Linked DNA regions of Mus musculus: region 1 is linked to region 2. Evidence: chromatin contacts called from public promoter capture Hi-C data. All regions are on one chromosome and are shown on one strand. The core of a region is the stretch at or near the end of the contact, and the rest is flanking DNA. Distances in the headings are between cores, read along the strand shown. Region 1 holds the start of Snorc (secondary ossification center associated regulator of chondrocyte maturation). Region 2 holds the start of Nmur1 (neuromedin U receptor 1).

Region 1 (2,959 bases), core at 306-2,805, 1.1 Mb after region 2:
CCCAGCCAGGTGTGTCTCCCTGCCTTTCTTCCTCTGCTGTGAGAACCGCAGCCTCCCCTGTTCCCTGCCACCACTGTGATGCTCTGCCTCTCCGTAGGCTCAAGCAACAGGACAAGTTGACCAGGACCATAAAACCTGCAGCCATGAGCCAGAGTAAACTCTTTTAAAAAGTCATCTCTGGCACTTTGTCACAGCAACGAAAGGTTGATTCATGCACCTCGTGTGCATGCTTCTCTTCTGAAAATGAACACACAAGGGGGAGCGATATGAAAATTCATAAAAATGTAAGTGCTGTGAAGAACCTTAAAGTGACCCAACGACAGGACACAGGCTGACTGACCAAGCTCAGACCTGGAGAAACATGATGATGAGTGTAGCTACTACTTTCTAGGGAAGAAGATAGAGTGCAAAGGCCCTGGGGCAGGAGCCACGCTAGTATCCTGCAGGAGCCCTATTGTTGGGGCCAGCAGCTGGAACATAGGGAGAGAGCAGGAAAGCAGAGGGAAGACTGGCTAGGGAATTTGCCTTTTTGTTTGGAAAACTATGAAGTAGCAGAGCCTCAGGGGCTTAAGAGACTTGGGGAACTTGCAGGGTGAGCACACCTGTGTGTGTGTGTGTGTGTGTGTGTGTGTGTGTGTGTGTGTGTGCGCGCGTGTGTTGAAGTCCATCTGTGGGTGTAGGCAGAGGCTGAGGAGGCCAATGTGCTTGGTCAGACCTGTTGGGAAGGTAGTGAGCTGAACTCTGAGCCAAGCCCAGGCTTAAAGGTGAAACTGAGTCTCTGGATTAGTGGAGAGTGCCTACAAGAACAAGGGAGCCAGGGAGAAGGACTTGTGCATTGAGACCTTCCTGGAAGGGGCCTAGAGCGGCTGGCCAAGGGGCTTTAATAGAAAATGCCTCACAACCTTAGCTTTAGTAAGGGCCAGTGGAAGGGTCCTGAGCAGGGTCTCCCAGAGTCCTGAGCACAGTGGCTCAAGGCATTTGTTGTGCCTGGGTGAGGCTCCTGTCTTGGGAGGCTGGGAAAGTTTGTACTTTCACTAGTCCAGGAATATGTGTGTGTGTGTGTGTGTGTGTGTGTGAGAGAGAGAGAGAGAGAGAGAGAGAGAGAGAGAGAGACAGAGAGAGTGAGACAGAGAGACAGAGACAGAGAGACAGAGAAGAGAAAGAGGAGGGGAGCAGGGCAGAGACAGAGAGAGAGGAAAGGAACCCTCTCTCTCCCCTCCCCTCCCCTCCCCTCCCCTCCCCTTCTCTCCCTTTCTCTCCCCTTTTCTCTCCTCTCCTCTCCTCTCCTCTCCTCTCCTCTCCTCTCCTCTCCTCTCCTCTCCTCTCCTCTCCTCTCCTCTCCTCTCCTCTCCTCTCCTCTCCTCTCCTCTCCTCTCCTCTCCTCTCCTCTCCTCTCCAGGGTGGGGCTGTTTGGTAGTTCAGGACTGCAGGTCTGTCTGAGTGCGCTCTCTCTCTCTCTCTCTCTCTCTCTCTCTCTCTCTCTCTCTCTCTCTCTCTCTCTGTGTGTGTGTGTGTGTGTGTGTGTGTGTGTGTGTGCATGCGCGTGCATGTGTGAGGGGCGGGCACGGTGTCCCAGGAGGACAGAGTTTGCATTGATGAAAACCCTTCCCAGCTCTTTGAAGCCTCTTTCCCGCTGCCTGAGCCCAGCCGCCTAGTCCTCTGTGTCCCATAAGACTGCTCACTCCCTGCCAGGATGGCATCTTGTCTGGCCCTGCGCGTGGCGCTGCTGCTCATCTCTGGGGTCCTGGCCCCTGCGGTGCTCACAGGTAAGGGGCGCAGGCCCTCAGCTCTGCTGCTACCAACTTCTCAGGGCCAATAACTACCACTGGGACCAGATCCTCCAGTACCTATGGGGTACAAGCCCCTCACACAAGGTGGGATTCCCAGCTGTGGTGATTCTGGGAGACTCCCACAATGCTGGCTGGTAGAAACCGAGTAAGATGATGTATGTTAGCAGCAGGATGGGTGGCCATTGAAAAAGACTTGGGTATCAGGGTCTGGTACATTTGGCTGTCTGATGTTCTTGGGGTAATACTTTGCCGCTAGAACACCTGGAGACTTCTGGACCTGGGAGGCTGGAGGACTCATCAGACATAAGGCAAAGGGCTAAAGGCCAGAGACCCTCTGGGCAGAAAACCCAGAGACTCATGATTCCTTTAAATTCTGCAAACCCTTTCCTTCTGACTTACGACCTAGGTGCTGTCCCCATAGAGATAAATATTTCTTAGAGTCTTTTGCAGGATAGTGAGGAAACTGGACTGAGCCCTAGGTGGCCTCTCTGGGGTCTGAAAAAAACACTGCATGGCAGGCCTGCTCTGGGTCTGCTTCAGAGCAGGGACATAGGCACAGATAGGCTTTGATTATGAGAAAATAAATCTCGCGCAGTTGTTCAGTAGTCTGCAGAAAGGCCTCTGGGTTCCCTGGTTGTCTTACAACATTGCTGCCTGAACTTTAGGGGTGTCTGTGTGTCTACAAAGGAAAGAAGTCACCTCTGTGGTAGAAGCATAGCCTCGGAACTCGCGGCCACACCCCAGGATGGTGACGGTGGTCTGTGGGCCGTTCTACCTCCCCTCAACACCCCAGGAAATAGCTAAAGACCTGACTCTGCCCAGCCTGGCTCATACCTCTCTTGGCCATTTCCTAATCTGTAGAAGGTGGCACCCACTACGCTGCCTCCCTCATAGTGGGATGCTAAGGCCTCACCAGGGCTCAATGCAGGGCTCTGAGGATGGCCAAATGTCCAGTCAACACTCAGTGTTCAGAGTGTGAGCAGGGTTCAAAGCCCGAATGGATTTTGGGGAGAACCATCTCTTCTCATATGTTGGGACACACCCAGCTTCTGGAGTGGGAGCTGTGCTCGGTAATGTAGCCTGAAGTACCCCTGAGTTAGGACTTACAGTGGGAGGAGGCATTTTCTATTGCCTAGGACTTGGAGCTGAGACCCACACCGCTTCCTGCC
Region 2 (3,385 bases), core at 376-2,875:
CTCGGAAGCGAGTAGACATGAGGCTGTAGAGCACCGGGTTGGCTGCTGAGCCGAGATAGAAGAAGATGCCAGAGGCAATGTGGACACACTGGTAGGCCAGGTGCAGGCCTTCCGTTGAGTGTCCATACACCAGGCTCCACATGATACGGTCAGCATGGAATGGAGCCCAGCAGATGCCGAATACCACAACCAGTGCAACTGCAAGGACAGAGAAGAGATTTGATCTTCATCATGCTTAGAGTTTGCATCTACAGCTCACTATCTTCCGGTCCTAGAAAAGCAGACAGGAGAGCCAGGTAGTGGTGGTGCACACCTTTAATCCCAGTACTTTGGAGGTAGAGGCAGGTGAATCTCTGGTCTACACAGCAAGTTCTAGAACAGCCAGAGCTACACAAAGAAACTCCTTCTCTCTTTTTTTCCCTCTTCCCTTTTCTGTCTTTCTCTGGCCTCGCTCCCTCCACCCCAAGCCCCACTTGCTCTGGTCCCTGCTAAGTCTGGCCCATAGGTTTTTTTTGTTTTATTATTATTATTATTATTATTATTATTATTATTATTATTATTATTATTAGTTTCTCATTACGGATGGTTGTGAGTCACCATGTGGTTGCTGGGATTTGAACTCATGACCTCCAGGAGAGTGGTCAGTGCTCTTACCTGCTGAGCCATCTCACCAGCCCTGAAACCCTTTCTCAAAACAATAACAACAACAAGCAAGCAAGCAAGCAAACAATACCCTGGAAGCTCAATTCCTTCCCCAGACTGGAGGAAGCTCAGCTTTCTCCTCAACAATGACTTACACAGCATCTTGGTCACCTGTCTCCGTCCCCTATCTTGCAGCTGAATCCTTCTGTGGGAGGTCTCCTGGGTTGCTGCGGTTTTCCTGCCCTTGACCTCCACTTGGAGCAACATCCTCTCCCTCCGCAGCCGCAGCCCAATGAGCAGATACAGCACACTGATGGTGACCATGGGCAGACAGAAGAAGAGCAGTGCGGTAGTCAGTACCACCAACTTGTAGAAGTCCATGGGACCCACCAGCGAACATATAGCTGAGTCGGGCACCGGCCCCCGGCAGGGCACAGTTAGTTGACTGAGGCCATGCAGGCTGGTGTTGGGCAGAGAGAAGAGAGTAGCGAGGACCCAGATGGCCCCCACCATGCGGCGCACATGGGCCCGTGTCATCACAGACTTGGCTTGGAGTGGGCGCACCACGGCCACATAACGCTCCACACTCAGGGCTGTGACATTGAGCACTGAAGCTAGGCAGACGGTCTCTAAGAGCAGTATTCGGAAGTAGCAGGCACTCGCACCCAGCTGGAACGGGTAATTTTGCTGCATCTCATAAAGCTCCAGAGGCAAGCCCACCAGGAGCACCAGCATATCGGACACAGCGAGGCTGAAGAGGTAGAAGTTGGTGGGCGTGCGCATAGTCTTGTTGCGCAGGATGACGGTGCAGGTCAGCCCGTTGCCCAGAGTGCCCACCACGAAGATCAGCAGGTACGTGACACAGATGGGGACAAACTGTTTCATCTGCTGTGGCCCCAAATACTTCAGCCTCAGGGCCTCATCGGTAAGGTTCAGATCCTCAGGTTGATAGGGCCACTTGAACTCACTGATATTGCAGACCAGGGGGCTCCTTGAAGCATTTGGGGAGAGCGCTCCAGGAAAGATGGAACAATTGAGGCAGGGAGGAGTCTGTAGGATAGAAGGGGGAGATACCCAGAAGTCATTTAGGTAATCCCAGCTCTGTCCTAAGTTATCACACTGTAGAGGACTGATTAGTCACATGCCACTGGGAAAGAAAGCATCTGCCACCCACTAAAGTGCATTTCAACTACAGAGTATCCGGAGTGCAAACCTTGAAAATAATAAAATTGGCCGGGCAGTGGTAGTGCGCAGCTTTAATCCCAACGCGAAGGAAGCTGAGGCAGGCAGGTCTCATGTGAGTTTGAGGCTAGCCTGGGCTACAGAGCAAGTTCCAGGACAGTTAGAACTACAGAGAGAGACACTGTCTAAAAAACAAACAAAAACAAACAACAAAAAACCAATCAACAACAACAACAACAAAGAGTTATCCTCTATCCTCTACACACATACATGCAAACAGTATATATGCACAAGTACACACACACACACAAATGAAATACTTTTTAAATGATAAGATTGGCCCTTTACAATCTACTGGAATCTTTGAAGAAATGCCAGGTTTTTCCAAGAACGCTTGGCTATCTCCTTTGGCTGTCTCCCTTTTAAGACAGACTTCAGGAGAGCCACTTGATGTGGACCTCAGAAAAGTGGGTGCAACTGCAGTATTGCTTGGTCTTTAAAGAGCCGGGGCTCCTAAAGCAACTGCCAGGGCAGACCTGACCTCCCCAACTCCAGGTGCAAGATCCCGGTATTTAATCCACAAAAAGCATCGACACATGGCAGACCTGACATACAGAACGCTGTGTGTGACCTTGGTGTGAAGAGAAAGCCACCGTAGGGGTTAAGTGAAGGAGTGAAAAAGCTAAAAAACTGTACTTTGACCCAAATTTGATTCTGTTTTCTGTCACCTGAATCACTCCCAGTCTAAATATTTTATATTCTTTGCACCTACTAGACCTGGAGTTCTCACTCTCGGAACTCTCACGGAGAGGAGCTGGGGATGGGCAGGTGACAGCCCAGGTTCAAGAGAGCAGCGCTGAGACGACAGTCATCAGAAAAATGACAGAAATAAACTGACTAACTGAGAGGTCTCTCCCACAACCCCCAAATGTCTCACAGAGTTTTTCCACCCATCTCACTCTGAGAGCCGCTCCTGTCAGGGCCCGTATCCCGCTCACCTACCATGCCTTCTGCCCAGGAGGTCCTGTGCGCCCTGGCTCCCACTGACAGATAGATGCTGAGCTGAAGGCGACCTGACAGAGGCTGCCCTCCCCGCCTTCCTGGTTGCTTCGCCTGTTGTTCACAAAATCGCCACTAGAGGGCAACGCTGACCCCGGAGCTTGGAGTACTTAGGACCACTCCCAAAGGACTCTACCTGCATCCAAACCATACTAGCTAGCTGTTGGAATCACCCGGAGCTGAGAGTGTCTTCTTTTTCTAGACAACAATCCCATTTTACAGGTGAGAAGAAAAGAAAAAAAGAGCCAGAGAGAGGAAGTCCGTGAGACTTGGGTCTAAAATGCTGTCCCCACCTGCAGCACGCCGACTGAGCAGGACTTGTTCCGTGTCCTGCAATTCTTTCTGACCCACATTTTCAGACAACCTTCTTACGCACCCCTTAAGCCCCTGAAAGTCAGCAGCCTACAGAGTCTCATCCCCGTGACTCCACTTGTACACTCACAGGATAGCAATCCCCCCAATACACACAGTCTCATAAGGGGTTTCCAGCCCCGGGGTCCAA

The links. Promoter capture Hi-C pulls out the DNA fragments that hold promoters and counts their contacts.
Region 1: a contact with region 2 is called in a promoter capture Hi-C map of liver, with 4 times the contacts expected there. The contact joins the promoter of Snorc here to the promoter of Nmur1 in region 2.

Annotation. Positions count from the first base shown.
Region 1 is chr1:87,468,646-87,471,604 of GRCm38.p6, forward strand. Snorc (secondary ossification center associated regulator of chondrocyte maturation) reads left to right here and starts at 1,556. Exons shown (of 3, transcript NM_028473.2): 1 at 1,556-1,766. The coding sequence starts at 1,694.
Region 2 is chr1:86,386,516-86,389,900 of GRCm38.p6, forward strand. It overlaps Nmur1 (neuromedin U receptor 1), which reads right to left and starts at 1,626. Exons shown (of 2, transcript NM_010341.1): 1 at 798-1,626; 2 at 1-198. The coding sequence starts at 1,626.